Linked DNA regions of Salmo salar: regions 1 and 2 are each linked to region 3. The links are chromatin contacts, called in public Hi-C maps. All regions are on one chromosome and are shown on one strand. The core of a region is the stretch at or near the end of the contact, and the rest is flanking DNA. Distances in the headings are between cores, read along the strand shown.

Region 1 (3,393 bases), core at 739-3,238, 150 kb before region 3:
CTGCTCCTCTTCCCTAGGTTTCACTGGTGGAACATGTTTGGTTACTTTCGCAGCAGCAGCAGGGGTCTCCTCACTTTCAAAGAAATTTAAGCCTTCTTCTTTATCCTGGTCCTGCCAATCTGCAACGTTCCTGGTTTTCAAATCTGCCATTGTGGACTTCGCCCCTACAGAAATATGAACTGTGAGCCAAATATTCTTTATGATATTATATTCTTGATTAAATAAGGCAACTTCTACACTACAGGGAAGTACTGTTTATTTTTTCTGTTGGTTAATCATTTATAATTTTGTTATTGAACCCCTGACCGCCTTGATATACAGTAACCTCATTGTTCAAATAATAATTTCACAGTTTGGTGCAGTGCAGTAGTATTAGTACTAATCCCCAAAGTTGAACATTTTCTGACCTATGTAGTTTGCATTAAGATAGAGGGGTGGCATTAATGTAGGTGAATGAGTTAGAAAGTGCAAGTTTCAGTCAGACAAGCACTGATGCCATATTTAGAAGGAACGAGTAGGAAAGAGCACATTAAAATGTCAAAAAATTCTATAGAAAAAAATACTATTTACTGTAGTGCATTGTGGTACATTACCTAAGAGCTCCAACACCTCTGGGCAAGTAGCAAGTGTAGAATTCTTGGAGATGAACTTGACCAGTTCGTCAAAGGCCACCCTACGCTCCCGGATGTCTGCCTCGCCTACAAACAGGGCCTTGCGAGGCATGGCTGGTAAGGTGATCTTCGGATACTGACCCATGAGTCTGTAGTAAAACTCATCAATTTCACTGTATTTCTTTGAAACCTGCAAAACACATGTAAAACATGCATGGTATAGGTACGCCTGTAGCTTTTATAGCAATGCTTTGGGGTTCAAATCCAACCGTTACAATTGTATATTTGGTTGTTGTTCAAAATCTTAATGTTATTATGCATTATGTAGCCGTTATAAAGGGTTTAGGAATGCATACTGTACATACTGAATGCTACAGTGAAGTGTTACCACAATTTCAGACCAAAGCAGTAGCTGCTACACCATCACTTTCAATTTGAGGTGATTAGGGGCACAGGGGCAGGATGCTAATACTTATGTTTCCACCTAACTTACATGAGACTACGACAACCTGTGACTACCTACCACCAGCTGTACAATGTCTTCAGGTTTGTGCTTGGCGGATTTGAAGGCAGCCAGCCGAGTCACCACAATTATCTGGTACTCCACATGACCTGTCATCATGGTACCACGGATCTCCTGGTAATGAGGCACCTGCAGATCTATGCCTGTCACCTCATTCTGCAACGGCCTGGGATGAAAAACATTGTGACATTGACCAAAAGTAACTGCACAAAGTGCAAGATTCATACAAGAACAGAACTGTGGAGTGACATCTTGCATAAACATCATTCCACACTGTCCCAACGGTAAACAGCAAGAAAGGAATCCAGCAAACATGTCAATGACAACTTTTATTTCACTACATGCTGGTATTAATTAATATGTGCACAATAGTTTGGTGAATAGTTGCAACTAAGTCAAAGGGACCCCTGGGTTGGTACAGGGAAAAACAAAGACTGGCTTCAACAAGTAAACAACGATGGGGATGTGTTTCACAAGTGTTAATGTTATCAGGCAACCCCGAAACGTCAAAGAAAGACAGCTACGAAATTTTCTTAATTTTACCTGCTTGTAATAAGTCCGTCTGGCATTGTGGTAAGATTGCGGTCCTGTCTAGTCTCTGTTTAGCTGTAGTCAAGCTGACCACCCCCATTCCCTACTGTTATGATACAAGTCATGGGATGGGAACTAGATACTGTTTCTGCTGCCAGCATACAAAACAGAAACTTCCGGTTTTAGCCTTCAAAATAAAAGCGCGCTGCTGCACATCGACTCCTTGATAGTAAGTCGAGGCATATGTCAGAACAAGCAGAAAGCAGAACAAGCTCAAATCAAGTAAAAACTAGCCTGTTTCGACAGCAAAGCTAGGTAACTAGGTCATCATCTACATTGGCTATGATCAGCTGATAGCCCATCCCTCTTTGCCTTTATGGCTTTTGCTTGCAGCCCTGCAACACTATAGCCATCGGTCCCCGTGTGAGAACTCGATGGGCTACAATACGGCCATACCAGCGCTTATTTCATAGAACTCTCCATAAGCCATGCCCCAGTGGGAAGATCTGGGCATGTTGCACTGGGACACGTTTTATATGAAAAAATACATTTACAGTGGGTCCGTCCATTTCAGTCCGCCCATATATTTCAGTAGTAAACAAGGAAACAACAACGAAGTGAAAGGAGATACCAAGTCAGTTTCACAGCTGAATGCATTCAACCAAAATGTGTTTGCCGCATTTAACCTCACCCCCCCTAGGATCCAGATAGTTCGCTAAATAATATACCAGAGGGGGGCATCGTTTTACTAGGCTACCTACTAGGCTACATTGGGATCATATGGTTACCACCAGTGTTCGAATACATTGAGTTCGTTGACAAAACAGCAGTGGTGGAAAAAGTACCCAATTGTCATACTTGAGTAAAAATAAAGATACCTTTTATCGAAAATGACTCAAGTAAAAGTGAAAGTCACCCAGTAAAAAAGTACTTCAGTAAAAGTCGAAAGTATTTGGTTTTAAATATAATTAACTATCAAAAGTAAATGTATAAATCTTTTCAAATTCCTTATTAAGTAAACCAGAAGGTACCATTGTCTTTGATTTTTAAATGTACCTATAGCCAGGGGCATGCTCCAACACTCCGACATAATTTACAAACGAAGCATGTGTGTTCAGTGAGTCCGCCAGATCAGAGGCAAATGTGAAGACCAGGGATGTTCTCTTGATAAGTGTGTGAATTACACAATTGTTCTGTCCTGCTAACCATTCAAAATGCAACGAGTACTTTTGAGTGTCAGGGAACATGTATGGCGTAAAAAGTACATATTTTTCTTTAGGAATATAGTGAAGTAAAAGTTGTCAAAAATATAAACAGTAAAGTACAGATACCCCCCAAAAATACTTAAGTAGAACTTTCAAGTAATTTTAATTAAGTACTTTACACCACTGCAAAACAGCTATTGGACGGAGATGTATTTGTCAAAGGTCCACGGTGGGTCTGTGTAAACTATGCAATTATACTGGAGACGGCCTCATAGCAGTGAATGTCATCTATTCATTTACTGTTATAGTATTTCTAAGTAGCAGCCACATCAGCCAAGGAAACTGATTGTTCTCACTATAATAGAACAATCAGATTTTTCTGCATGACTGTGGCGCTCTTCAGCTGAATTATTAGGATTTCCTTGTAATCTCAACAAATCTGCTTATTTAGCTGAAATAGAGATAATTTCATTGTTTTCTTTGAAAAGATGGCCCTGGCTGAGAATAGAACATTAGGTTTTCT
Region 2 (3,400 bases), core at 601-3,100, 240 kb after region 3:
TTACTTGTGGTGGCAGGTGTGGTGAATACCTCCGAGTCCGAGCCTCACCCTGATGCTCATGCAAAGGATGATTTGGGCCCAGTGGGAGTGACATTTTTGGAGAAAGTGGATCCCTGCCTTTTGGCTGATCCATATGTATTCTCAGCCTGGGTAGAAAATAAATTGGGTATTGTGAAATCGGTGAAGGTAGCTCGAAGTGGACTTGTGATGATTTTCTGTGTTTCTTCTGTCTAGAGGGAGCGGGCACGTCACGTGACTAGGGACAAGAGCTGTGACTTGCTTTGCTCTCCGGAGCAGGGCGCCTTTGAAAACAATGATTACTGTGCTGACGATATGTAAATTATCCAGTGAGAGCTTTTGTGCCGAACCCACTAAGGTGTTTCAGATGCCGAACCCACTAAGGTGTTTCAGATGTCAAGCTTATGGTTATGTTGCAGCAGTGTGTAGCAGGGAGATTCCAAGATGCGAGAAGTGTGCAGGAGGGCATGAGACAAAGAAATGTGTAGTATCGGTGGAAAAACGGTTTGTGTCAATTGTGGGGGTGGCCATCTTGCTGGGGATCAGAAGAGCCCGGTGCAAGAGAGACAGGTTGAGGTTGCCAGGGTCAGAGTAAAACAGAAGATGTCATATGCTGAGGCAGTGAAGTGAGTAAATGATGATGGGACAAGAGTGAAACGAATTTGTGCTTCAGTAAGGTTGGCTTCTTAGCATTCATTGCCATGGTTATCAACTGTACCGCAGAAATGGAACATAAATCACAGAAAATAGATGTGGCGGCAGCTGCAGAGAAGTACTTGGGTGTACAAGGTTTTCCCTTACTAAAAAAGATTGCAGTCAGAGTGCAGTACACTGCAGTATAATTAAGCAATAAGGCACGTGGGGGTGTGGTATACAGCCAATATACCACGGCTAAGGGCTGTTATTTTTCACGACGCAACACTGAGTGCCTGGACACAGCCCTTAGCCGTGGTATATTGGCCATATATCACAAACCCAGAGGAGCCTTATTTCTATTATAAACTGGTTACCAACTTAATTAGAGCAGTAAAACTGAATGTTTTGTCATACCCGTGGTTTACGGTCTGATATACCATGGCTGTTAGCCAATCAGCATTCAGGGCTTGAACCAGCCAGTTTATAACTGCTGAAGGCCATGGTATATCAGACCATATAACACGGGTATGACAAAACATTTAGTTTTACTGCTCTAATTAAGTTCGTAACCAGTTTATAATAGAAATAAGGCTCATCTGGGTTTGTGATGTATGGCCAATATACCACGGCTAAGACTGTGTCCAGGCACTCCGCGTGCAAGAGAACAGCGCTTAGCCGTGGTATATTGGCCATGTACCTCACCCCCTCATGCCTCATTGCTTAATTAGTGCAGTATAACTCCAGTATGCTGCAAATGCTGCCTCCAAAAGAACACTATTTTTTTACTGCAGTAATTTTGCAGTGTAACTGCAGACTCTGCAGTGCGGTACACTGAATTTATTCGGCAATTACTGAGTCCAAAATGCCACAGTCGACTGCAGTTACTGCATTTTTACTGCAGTTTCAAAACTGCTATATTTTCTTGTAAGGGTTACTGCAGAAGAGGTACAAGGTGTGATTAAAGAAAGACTCCTGTCCTCCCAGGCCTTCGGCCTGGTGTAGGATCAGCTAGGGTCAAAGTAGAGGAATGGAGTGATGATTTTTAAATATTAAATAGTGGTATATAGGTGTAGGGTTAGTTGGTGGTGCAACTTTTTTCTTTTTACAAAATTAAAAAAGTTACGTAATTGACCACACACTACCACACAGTAGGTGGCGGCATGCACAAACAAAATGTGCGAATGCCATGATACCAAAGAAGAAGAACGAAGAGACGCTTTCTTGCTACGGCGTCCTACTTCCTTCTAGAGCACATGGAGCCGGTGACAAGACTGAACCGGTTCCTACGTCTACAGAAGGCCGGTTTCAGCTGGCGTGTTTCCTTGGAGACGGCACCTCTATAAATACGGTCGTATCGAAACGTTGGCTTCAACTTTCCAGTTGTAATTCAGTTAGAGAGCGCGACACAGTTTCGTGACAGACTCGGCTGACGAGGAAAAACCAAGTCATATTTTCCAGGATTCTGGTCTAATGGACACACTCTTTGTAAATGCTTTTTAAGGTAGGCCTTCTTCAATAATGTATTCTACATTTTCACGAATTAATTTATTTTAAACAGGTTAGCTAGGTAGGCTATCGTATTCATCCATGCATTGCGATATCCACGTTGGCTTAGTCAGATCGTGCCAAATTGTGTTTAGCTAAAGTAATATTATGGTTATGCCATATTTAGCCTCTTCGCTCATGGAGACCTGTAACGTTACATTGATCTGTGTAACAGTACAGGTCTCCCGGAGCGAAAAGGATATGCCACATCGTGCAACGTTAGAGAGAAACGTAACGCTATCTTCTACGTTTTTGGTTTAATGGAAGTGATGGGTTTGGAGCAGCCCCAAGGGACGCCGTGTATACTTTGGCGAACCTGGGGTTGGGTTTGAAGTATGGTTTGGACCGCGGGAATGAGATTGGCAAAGAAACTCGGTGAACGTTTTTGTTACATTCGTGAACAACTCCCAGTCCCCACACACTGTCTTTAACTAGCTTGCTAAAATATATTTTATGATGAAATGTGTACCGGTAACATTGGGCTACATTGACGAAGCTCGTGTGGCCATGCTGGCATGGCGTGAATGAATAAAGAATTTTGGGCCGTGTTCGAGCGCATCAAAACGGTGATGTATCATGGGTAAATTGTGACAGACTAACAGATCTAGAAGTTATATTGAGGAGTAATTACTTATGAAGCCGGGTGATTTGGAGATCGGTCAGTCTCGACTCGCCTTTGAAGTCGGCTGCAATGTCGAATGCGCCCATTATAATGGCGCGCCAAGCGGATAAAATGCTGATTGGTTCAGCCAAGAAGCGTTTGTTTTGCGTCAGTCTTTCCTGATTGGTTCCTTTTCATGCCACTTAACGATTTAGCCACTGTCTCCCTGCTATTTGGATACTTTAGCCGTGTCCTTGTCATAGAGGCGGTTCCTCACTTGCTGATTAGTAGAGACTTGTCGAGAGACGTTGTATCCGTTTGAGACCCGGATAAAAGATTGCCCTGTAGTCCGCCTTCTCGAGGGTGTGGTTGTTCAACAAAAAAAATCCTTCAGATTGTCCGATAATGTAAAAAAAAAAAAAGTATATTGGCCATTAATGCTCTCTGATAACACTTGCGATGTTAACAGTAACTGCTTCTCAGTCATACTAGGCTATATGATTATCTAAACTGTTAACGGGCTGGTTGAATGAATTATGGAAATATCCATTAAACCCTAACACAGCATAGACACTGTCCTGTTTTAATGCTACTGTATTT
Region 3 (3,187 bases), core at 413-2,912:
TAACAGTACGTTTGCTGGTGGCCTCACTAGTTCCAAGAGACCATCTTCGTGGTCCATCAGTTGTCTCACTAATAGCACAGTCATCCGTCTCCAACTTGATGTCTTGAATGGGTTCTCTCTCTGCAGAAAACATTTAAAATCAATGTTATGTTATTTACAAGTTAATTTGATTTTCCCAATTTAGGTGTTGATCAATCCAAACCATTTCAGTGGATAGTTGCATTATAACAGTGTCAATACATTTTATAGACTTACCTCTCTCAAGCTTTTCTCCATCCGAGTTTTCCCCATGGTCAGAGGAATTCATGTCCTATAGTGAAAAAATTGAATAAAAATAAATCAAACCTGTAACATCTTTATTCGTTTAAGAATTAAAATGTCACTGCACAGTTAAGTAACCTTGACTAAAGACACATTCCATTGTCCAAAGTGTGCTATATTGTTAGGCTTAATCTTTCATAAGATATTTCAAAATGATTAAAAGTCCCATTCTATATTCAACAACATAACTGTGAGTGTTGTTCCATAGAAAGTAAAGCCTATGATGTTATTATTGTCGTAATCAAACAGGCCCTTGTTCACTTTGTCTACTTCACCTGCTTGAACATGTTCATGGGCAATTAGGCCTACATGATGTCATACTGAACCCTGATCAGCTGCTTGGGCGCATGTTTACTAATCGAAAATACTGAATTACATTCAAGCTACATTCATTTTACAAATAAATATAATACACTTGTGCTCTGCTGTTTAACTGTTAACAGTGGGTGAGTTGTGTTCTCGTAGTGATGCAAGAGAGGACTCAACGTCTGTAACTAGAGGCTTTATGACTTCTCACTCGCCCCCTTTTACTTCTGTTTCTGTCCCATCCACTTCCTCATTCTTCCACTAGAAGCCCATGAACCAAAACATGAGTACACAGAGAGAGGAAGAGGCGAAACGAGAGGATGTACTCCGCCCAAGATCTGTCCACGTGAGATAAGCCCCTTTTTGTACGTCGGTCTTTGAGTGTTCAATAACGTGAGGCTTATTTAATCGAATATAATGTTTAGGCTGTTACAAATACAATGATATAAGTGGATGCACGTGGCATTCGACAACTTTGAGAAAACGCACTTAGTTGTGCCTGACGTTCACACGCATATCTGCTCTCACACTGGCTAGAATGGACCCACCTGATCTCCCTTGCCTTCAATCATTAAGGACATGTTTTTCCATTGTTAGAGCGGTCACTCGGCTATCTTGCCAATATAATAGATACTCTTTGGACTACACACACAGCTGTGTCATACTTTTCACGCTGTCAACTTCAGTCTTTCGTGGCAATTAAAAATGCAATGAGATTTATTTGAAAACACAGCAAATTGATATTTCTACTTCGCATTAAAGCTAGCTAATCATTGTTTTTAGGGATTCTTCTTTAGTGACGAGGCAGTGTATATCCTCGGACGAGTTTTTCCCACTCGTCTTCGTGGAATTGTCTCAAAAACGCAGATGTTCGAGCTCACCTTTACGATTTCATGGAGTCCTTTGCAGTAATTGAAGGTTGGGTTAACATATTTGCCGAGAATGTCGTGGGAATTTCACACACGGATAACTGTTGTTCGTGTTTCTCCTCTTTTTTTTTCTTCTCTGTGCTGTCTCGCGTGACGTGATTGGGCGCGCGCCTGCTGTGTCATTTCCGCACAGCTGTGGATGTGTTTTGTGTGGCCGTGGGCCTTGTGCATGATGACAACAGAGATAAACAATAACCCAAATTGCGCGAAAATGCAATGAATCGAAAGGTATATTAGCTACATTATTTGTGGCTAATTTGCGAATCCCCATATGAGGCTTGATAGCCTTGCAGGCTATTTCACGTGAGCTGGCCTACAGGCAGATATTCTCTGCATTTCAACAGGTAGCTGCAATTAGCGCTCTCTGAAGATGTGCAGTACCTTCGCAGAGTGGGCCACGAACGAATAGTAAACCATGGAGAAAATGGATCCAGTTTCATTTTCACCTGCACAAAGTGAATTCTAGTGTTCACTTACATTCCATGAGATTACATAGCTTACCTAAACATGTGTGATAGAAGACTTTATAAACAATGTGTTCAATGACAATGAAAACATCGATCAAAGTGATTTATTAACCCCGTCCTTTAATACACATTTCAATCAATCGACAACCCTTTTTAGCTCCACTTGCAACTTGAACATAAAAAGTAACATTACTATGGTATATGTCTCCCTCCTGTGTTTTCAAATGGAATTGCATTTACAACAGAGGGTGGCGGTAAATAAATAGCTCATGGGCCCACTACTGTAGGTCCAAGTCAGATTCCCAGATAATAATTTAAGTAAATCGTATTTCTCACACTTAAAACGCCTTAAATCCAACATCATCCCATTTTATCAGTGGTGGAAAAAGTTCTCAATTGTCATACTTGAGTAAAAGTAATACCTTAATAGAAAATGACAAGAAAGTGTCACCCAGTAAAATACTACTTCAGTAAAAGTGTTTGGTTTAAATATACTTAAGTATCAAAAGCACACTCTAAACACTCACACATAATTTACAAACAAAGCATTTGTGTTTAATGAGTCTGCCAGATCAGAGGCAGTAGGGTTGTTTTCTTGATAAGTGTGTGAATTGAACCATTTTCCTGTCAAAATCTAAGGAGTACTTTTGGGTGTCAGGAAAAATGTATGGAGTAAAAAGTACATTATTTTCTTCAGGAATGTAGTAAAAGTTGGCAAAAATGTAAATAGTAAAGTACAGATACCCCAAAAACAACTTAAGGAGTACTTTAAAGTAGTTTTACTTAAGTATTTTACACCACTGCATTTGATCCAAATGTCAGCATCCAAAAACACAAATCCAGTTTTGTAAGGGGATAAATGCATGTGTGAGGATTAGAGGCTTTCTAAGATTTTATGTAGACAAAGGTAGCTGCTATTCTACCCTTTTAAATGATTAAATGCAGTATTCAATTAATCTTATTTTTTTATATGAATAAAGACTTGCTAAAGTGCCAAAATTTAACAATTTGCCAAGTCCCTCTGTGCACCCTCTACAACTTCTAGGAAGACTTTAACCCACTTAATCCCAACATTTCTCCAAGTTTTTACCGTCATTGTAAAGTGCTAGGTATTTTGTTGCTTTGACAGTCATTTCTGAAGAATACTAATTATTTAATGTGATT

Evidence for each region. A called contact is a pair of places that touch in the nucleus more often than the background predicts.
Region 1: a Hi-C map of blood shows a contact between it and region 3, with 6 times the contacts expected there. The contact joins the promoter of hs1bp3 here to the promoter of LOC106611127 in region 3. A contact is called at or near these places in 3 of 3 Hi-C or Micro-C datasets (blood, gill and muscle).
Region 2: a contact with region 3 is called in a Hi-C map of gill, with 2.7 times the contacts expected there. The contact joins the promoter of LOC106611136 here to the promoter of LOC106611127 in region 3. A contact is called at or near these places in 2 of 3 Hi-C or Micro-C datasets (blood and gill).

Annotation. Positions count from the first base shown.
Region 1 is chrssa09:26,568,155-26,571,547 of Ssal_v3.1, reverse strand. It overlaps hs1bp3 (HCLS1 binding protein 3), which reads right to left and starts at 1,988. Exons shown (of 7, transcript XM_014211000.2): 1 at 1,678-1,988; 2 at 1,135-1,300; 3 at 594-801; 4 at 1-164. The coding sequence starts at 1,703.
Region 2 is chrssa09:26,175,056-26,178,455 of Ssal_v3.1, reverse strand. LOC106611136 (ornithine decarboxylase 1) reads left to right here and starts at 1,850. Exons shown (of 10, transcript XM_014211026.2): 1 at 1,850-2,155.
Region 3 is chrssa09:26,419,106-26,422,292 of Ssal_v3.1, reverse strand. It overlaps LOC106611127 (BEN domain-containing protein 3), which reads right to left and starts at 1,662. Exons shown (of 4, transcript XM_014211003.2): 1 at 1,509-1,662; 2 at 256-310; 3 at 1-120. The coding sequence starts at 307.